Linked DNA regions of Xenopus tropicalis: region 1 is linked to region 2. A link is a contact called in public Hi-C data. All regions are on one chromosome and are shown on one strand. The core of a region is the stretch at or near the end of the contact, and the rest is flanking DNA. Distances in the headings are between cores, read along the strand shown.

Evidence for each region. Hi-C and Micro-C count contacts between places; a contact is called where the count stands out from the background.
Region 1: a Hi-C map of gastrula embryo shows a contact between it and region 2, with 7 times the contacts expected there. The contact joins the promoter of actg1 here to the promoter of bahcc1 in region 2. A contact is called at or near these places in 2 of 5 Hi-C or Micro-C datasets (brain and gastrula embryo).

What each region holds. Positions count from the first base shown.
Region 1 is chr10:28,629,558-28,632,666 of UCB_Xtro_10.0, reverse strand. It overlaps actg1 (actin gamma 1), which reads left to right and starts at 1,475. Exons shown (of 6, transcript NM_204001.1): 1 at 1,475-1,559; 2 at 2,934-3,063. The coding sequence starts at 2,941.
Region 2 is chr10:28,472,433-28,475,400 of UCB_Xtro_10.0, reverse strand. It overlaps bahcc1 (BAH and coiled-coil domain-containing protein 1), which reads right to left and starts at 1,503. Exons shown (of 28, transcript XM_004916357.4): 1 at 1,089-1,503.

The sequences.
Region 1 (3,109 bases), core at 226-2,725, 160 kb before region 2:
CTTAAATCTAATTAAGGAAGTGCATGAAAAGGGGTTTGCATTGAAAGCAGTAGTTCTCTGTGGTTGCAATTTATCATAATTTTCCTCTATTTACAATTAGGTATGGCCCACCTGGTTATGTTGTGGATTTACATTCTGCTGTGTGATGTTGCCCCTCCTGAACCCCAAAATCGACTCCCTTCCCCAGTAGAAGCAGACAGTCAAGAGAACTATCAGCTCAAATTGGGCAGATCAGTATAGGTAAGTGTACATTCTGCACTTATAGTTTATGTTTCTGAACAGATTTATACAGAGACCATCCCAGTAACGTACCATGAACTTTGTTTCACCATAACAACATTTTCTGCATGAAGCCAAACACATGACTGTCACTATACAGGATATTCTGCAAGTAAGCTTCCCTCTAACAACTGCTGCAATTCCTAAGCCATTCCCTCTCTATATGTGTAATGTCTATTCCAATTTGTTCCGAACATCTTTAATGAATCTGTCTTTATAATCTGGCAATGTACCCACCAAGCAGCCCTTGCCTTCAGGGATTGTTCTTTAGAAAGTTCTGTTTAAGGTAATGTGACATGCAAGACTGAGCTCACTTCCCAGCAGTCCCACCCTGAATGTATTCCTTCCATCTTAGCCCTAAAGGGAGAATGCTCAAGCACCTGAGGCTTCAGAGAATACAAAATAAAGCATTTCCCAGCAAGGTACCTAAAGGGGGTATGTAGTAGAACCACGCCCTTTAATATCCTGTCTATAGGCAATCCATGCATTTGTGTTATATCTATATAGGGTTTAGCCCATGTATCACTTAGCACTTTATTTACAAAACTCCCTGGGCTTGGAATTCGACCAGATCCCACTCTAATTTTAGATAAAGAAATAAAAATAAAGTTTCAAGGATGTAATGTGTTCCTATTGGGTATACTGTAGGAAAATGCACACCCTCTGTATAAGGACAATGAAACACCTAAGGAAAAAAACATGACCTTAAAAGGTATTTCCATCCTTCCCTTTGGCCATAGTGGCACCACGCTCGCCTGCTATTGTTAACTACGCTTCCCAGCAACCTCCGCTACCCCAGTAATCCGTATCTCACTGTCCCACCGCATAAGAACTTGAGAGTTAGAAATCCCCGGACTACGATGTTTCCCTGTATTTTACAATACATTTTAGAGAAATGTTTCAAGTAATAGTAACATATATGTGCAAGGGTAGCGGCTTTCCTGCTCTAACACGGCCAGGCCTTACACGCCTCCCTATTGCTCATAAGCGCATGTAACTTCAGGGGTTCCGGGTGGACGTAGGGCCAGGACTCCGGTCCCGCCTCTTCTCCCAACCAAGCAACCAATGGCGAGGCGTGTTTCTGAAAGATGCCCATATTTGGCGATCTTCTGTCTGTGCGGCAGCAGGCGGGGCTGGAAGCCTGTGACGTTAAATAGAGATAACGGCCGCTACTGGGTTCTCATTCAGCCGGTGGCAGCGGACTTGACAGCTACTTCCCGCTCTTTGTAACAACTTGCCAGCTTTGCATTTCTCCTCTTAAGGAAACCTCCAGCACCAAGGTAAGACCTTAGACAATGTCTTACGGCTGTGTGTGGGTGGTGGGCGGAAGAAGTCTTATGGGGTACCGTTGGCCGGGATAGCGTGTGGTAGTGTTCTGTCTATATATTGTTACATGACCGTATTGTCTGTGGCTTGGATATTTGTAAGTCTCCAGTAATGCACGCTTAACTTGTTCTCCTAAAAAGCTGCTGTTGATCTTAATGTGTTACAATGCCCTGCGATATTCTATTTTAAAATAGGCATATTCTATATACATATCTGGCCCTTGTCATACTTCTGGTTACCCTGGGTGCCGAATGATGTTAATATGGCTATGTACAGAACTATATGGCTCTGGTGTCAGTCGCCGTTCGGAGGTGGCTTCCCTCCCTTATGGCTAGAAGTTTGCGCGGGTTTCCCTGCGATAGCATGACGGGCTGCACCATTCTAAAGGGTAGGGGTGAAGCTATTTCTCGCCTCCCCCCCCCAGTTACTTGTATGAGTCACCCCACCTCTGTTGGCCACGCCCACGAGTTTGAAGCTTGTAGCTTTTTGTTTCAGCGGCAGGGCGTGGCTGCTGCATTCTGCTTCCATATTAGGGCAAGAGCTCTGTGATTGGCTGAGCGAGCAGTCAGGGCAGATTTAAACATCACACCAGTTCTAGGGGTGGGGCTGCTGTTCATTAGCCGGTACCGGCTCCTGCGTTGTATAAAGTAAGGGCGGGGGTTAACACTAGGGCGAGTCAGAGAAATCTATTCTATTATGTTTATTTATAACTATATTAAATTAAAGATTCTGCAGTATGGGCAGCTGTTCTTAAATACAAATAACTTGGGTGATTGTGTGCTTTACATCCTGTCATTTTTGTAAATGTTCTATATTGCTTGGATAGCTACACTGTATTGTTAGCCTGACAGCTGAAGTCTTGTAGCCTTTTTGTGTTTTTTTTTTTTTTTTTTTTGTGGTGTGCCCTTTCCCTATTGAGGGGAATAACAGGGCGTGACTGGCTGTACCACTTGCCTCAAGTCTTTAGCCTATGAAAAGGGCTGCCTTAGCCTTTCATTAAACGATTATCTAATCATAGAAGTGTTGATTGTGTTACTATTAATGCTGTTAATCAGCTGTGGGATATTCCCTGTTACCTTGTACAGCTTTCAGTGTACAAACTTTCCACATAATTCATGATTAATCTTTTTACTTAAGAAACAAGTGTTTAACGCTTGTCGCTCATGGTAGGGTGGGGCTGAAGTGGATTAAACGGTTACTATGCCTTACTGTTGGTACACTTGCCTACAAATGGCTTAGCTGTGTACGGAGTGAGGTTGTGGCTACTGACTGAGATAAATAGCCAGTCCCTTATTTTGCTTATGATGATCTGTTTGTTTACCACACAGAAATAAAATGGATGAGGAAATTGCAGCACTCGTCGTTGACAATGGCTCTGGAATGTGCAAAGCCGGCTTTGCTGGAGATGATGCTCCCCGTGCTGTGTTCCCCTCTATTGTTGGACGCCCAAGACACCAGGTATATATAAGTGATGCTTTAATCCTTCATCCAGCAAATGCAGCTT
Region 2 (2,968 bases), core at 254-2,753:
AAAAAAAAAAAAAAAAAAGGAAGGCGCCTGCCTAGAAATACGATTTATTGTGCTAAATCCTATGTATAATTAGCTGTGAATTTGGTGCAAAAATGAGTTAAATTCTCCTCAAAATGACGCTGCAGATTAGTTCTATAGAATCCTCACTTGTGACTCCTTTGTTAAGTGAAAAGTCAATGTCTTTAATTAAAAATCGTTAAAGCAAAAATCTATTTTATTTTCTGCAAAAGCAATATAATTTCGACTCTGCATATAAATGTAGACAATCAATGCGGGCGAAAATAACTGGTCTTGTTTGTGTTGATTAATTGGTTTCACAGAAAAATCTTCATTCAAAATAGAGAAGGAACGGAGGAAGCCGTTCCTTACCATTGTTCTATTTTATTTTGCATTAAAACAACGCTTTGGCTTTGCTTTAAACCGTCTGAAGTAAATCTCTGCCCGTCCCTGCGCTAAAAGCGGAACCCTCACAATTATAAACCGCTGTGTTTGTAAGATATAAATTAAATCAATGTGAAACAAAACAGATACATTTTAGAAACTATCATATATACATGTATTGCGCTATCAGATCGATACACAAACTAACGACTATTAAACTACAGTCGCCATTTCTAATGAAAATTAAAAATGTCTAAACTTGTAATAAATAAACGCAAACCGAAATATTGCGAGCAAAATGTAAATATATGAAAATCTACAAATTGTATTTCTAGACGAGCACTTTATTATAAAACGGTTTCTAAATATAGATAGCGTAATTAAAATAATTTCCTTTCAGCCTTTTTATAAGTAGAGAAACGTGTTGTTAAATGTAGGTCCATGCCAAATGTATCAACGCGTTATTCCAATTCACTGTACAATGTGGCTAATAGGTTACATTCATTCGAATGTGAATTTGTTATTTGCCCATATAGTTGAGAATATGGCAGTTTCTAAAGTGATTTCGCTATTTATCAAGTATAAAAATGGAAATGTATAACGAGTATATTTGTATAATGTTGTTTTTTCGTGCGTAAGATCTAACAAAATGTATAACCGTTTACAAGAAGGAATTAAAAGGAAATATCCAGGCAAAGTAGACGTACCTAGGAGTGATGTCCTGGCTCATTTCTATGCAATCCCAGGGAGAATGGAGCTCAGGCAGCACAGAGCAGGGTGGAGGAATAATTCCCTGTTCTAGCAGATCCCTCACTTGGTGCTTTTATTGCTCTTGGGAAAGGGGAAGTTACTTGCTGCTGGCTCCTATTTGGACTGCGCGGTCACTGTACAGATCCTTTGTGCAGGGTTCTCACTTATCGATATTATTATTATGGTGATTCTAATAAATAGGATTTGAGGGCTCCGGCTCTTGGGTCCCTAGCTGCCTGGAGCAAATCCAATGAATTAAAGGCCAGGCTGCTGGTAGCTGGATAATCACAAATTTATGGCTGTGTGACGTTTCTCCTCTCCCACAATGGAGTCCCAGTGACATTAAACAGAAAATTGATGAGAGAGACGCGAAATTTAATCTCCTTCCCCCCAACCAGACATTTAAATGTTGTTTCTCCCCTTCCGATTTAACCCAATGGGTGCCAAGCCCCGCACTCGCCGGTCTCGCAGGGGTTAAAGCGGCCCTATTGTTCCTTGCTGCACCACTGCCCTTCCCCCTCCCCCAGCCGGAATGTACACCCAGCGCTCCCCTAACAAATACACAAATGGGGCTTTAAGGCAAAACAGAGCATTTTTATTCCTTTCATCACTTACCTTTATTACATATATTTCCCAGGGAGGGAGAGAAAGCTGCCCGCCCACCCCCCACCCCCAAACATGCCGGATCCCAGCAGGATTTCCCGGGTAGTAGTGAAGCTGTGGGGCTGGGGAGAGCAGCCCGGGAGGGAAAGGAGCATTTGGCCCTAAGGCCCTGCAGGAAGTCGGCAGTCAGTCCCCGCCAGTTTCCTCCGGGCATTGCGCCCTCCGTGCACCGGGAGCTCTCGGTCGGCCTCTGTCCGTCGCCTTTATCCGCCTCCCCAAAGTCCGGTGCCCGGCGCCCAGGCAGAGACTTCTCTTAAAGGAGCCGTGTGCAATTCCCTTCCCCACTCCCGGGGCTCCTATTGTCCACCATGCCTGCCAGGCACCGCCCCGGGCAGTGACGTGTATGGTACCGCCCCCGGCCTCACTCAAGTCTATTTAGTGCCACGTATAGTGAGATGCGCAGCTTTTCCCCACACAGTCAGCGCCGGGAGGCAAGAGTAGCGCTATTAGCGTGTATAGGCGCTAGTGTTCCTACTCGGACTTGGCCTCTCCGGGCGCAAAATGGCCACTCTAAGGGACCATTCAATCCGTGACACCTCAGCCAAGGAAATCAAATTCAGATTTTAGTCCCTTTGCGGTGTATGAATGCGCTTACTACATTGGTGCGCCCCCCCTTGTATGATTTTATTTTGCTGTAACGATACCTGCTGCGCAGAGCCCTTATGCAGCCCTACCCCTAAAGTCTCTTTAATGTGGGCATACATGGGTAAGCTCTACTTAGATCTTCAACTAAATGGCCACCAACATGGTGGAATAAATACAATGATAGTTTGGTTTCTGGGCAAATGATCAGCTTATAATAAGGTCCAATGGAGACCTGTTGGAAAAGGTAGATTGTAAGCTCTATGGGACAGGGACCTTCATTCTCTTGTCTCTTTGATTCTTGACTTATTGCAACTGTACTTTGTAGCTATTTGTATTTATTATTATACTTTGTATTTATCTTTTATTTAGTTTTTTAATAAACCCTTGTTGTATATTTTAATTTATTCTATAAAGCGCTGGGTACATATGTAGTGCGTTATAAATAAAGATATATATACATACATATATCACCGTTACCTCAAGGGATTTCAAACCTGCATGATGGTCTGCTCTGCCAGATATTGATCAGACAAGACCTTCCAAGGGCCCTATACATGGGCCAATAAGATGCAACATGGAGGCAATGGCA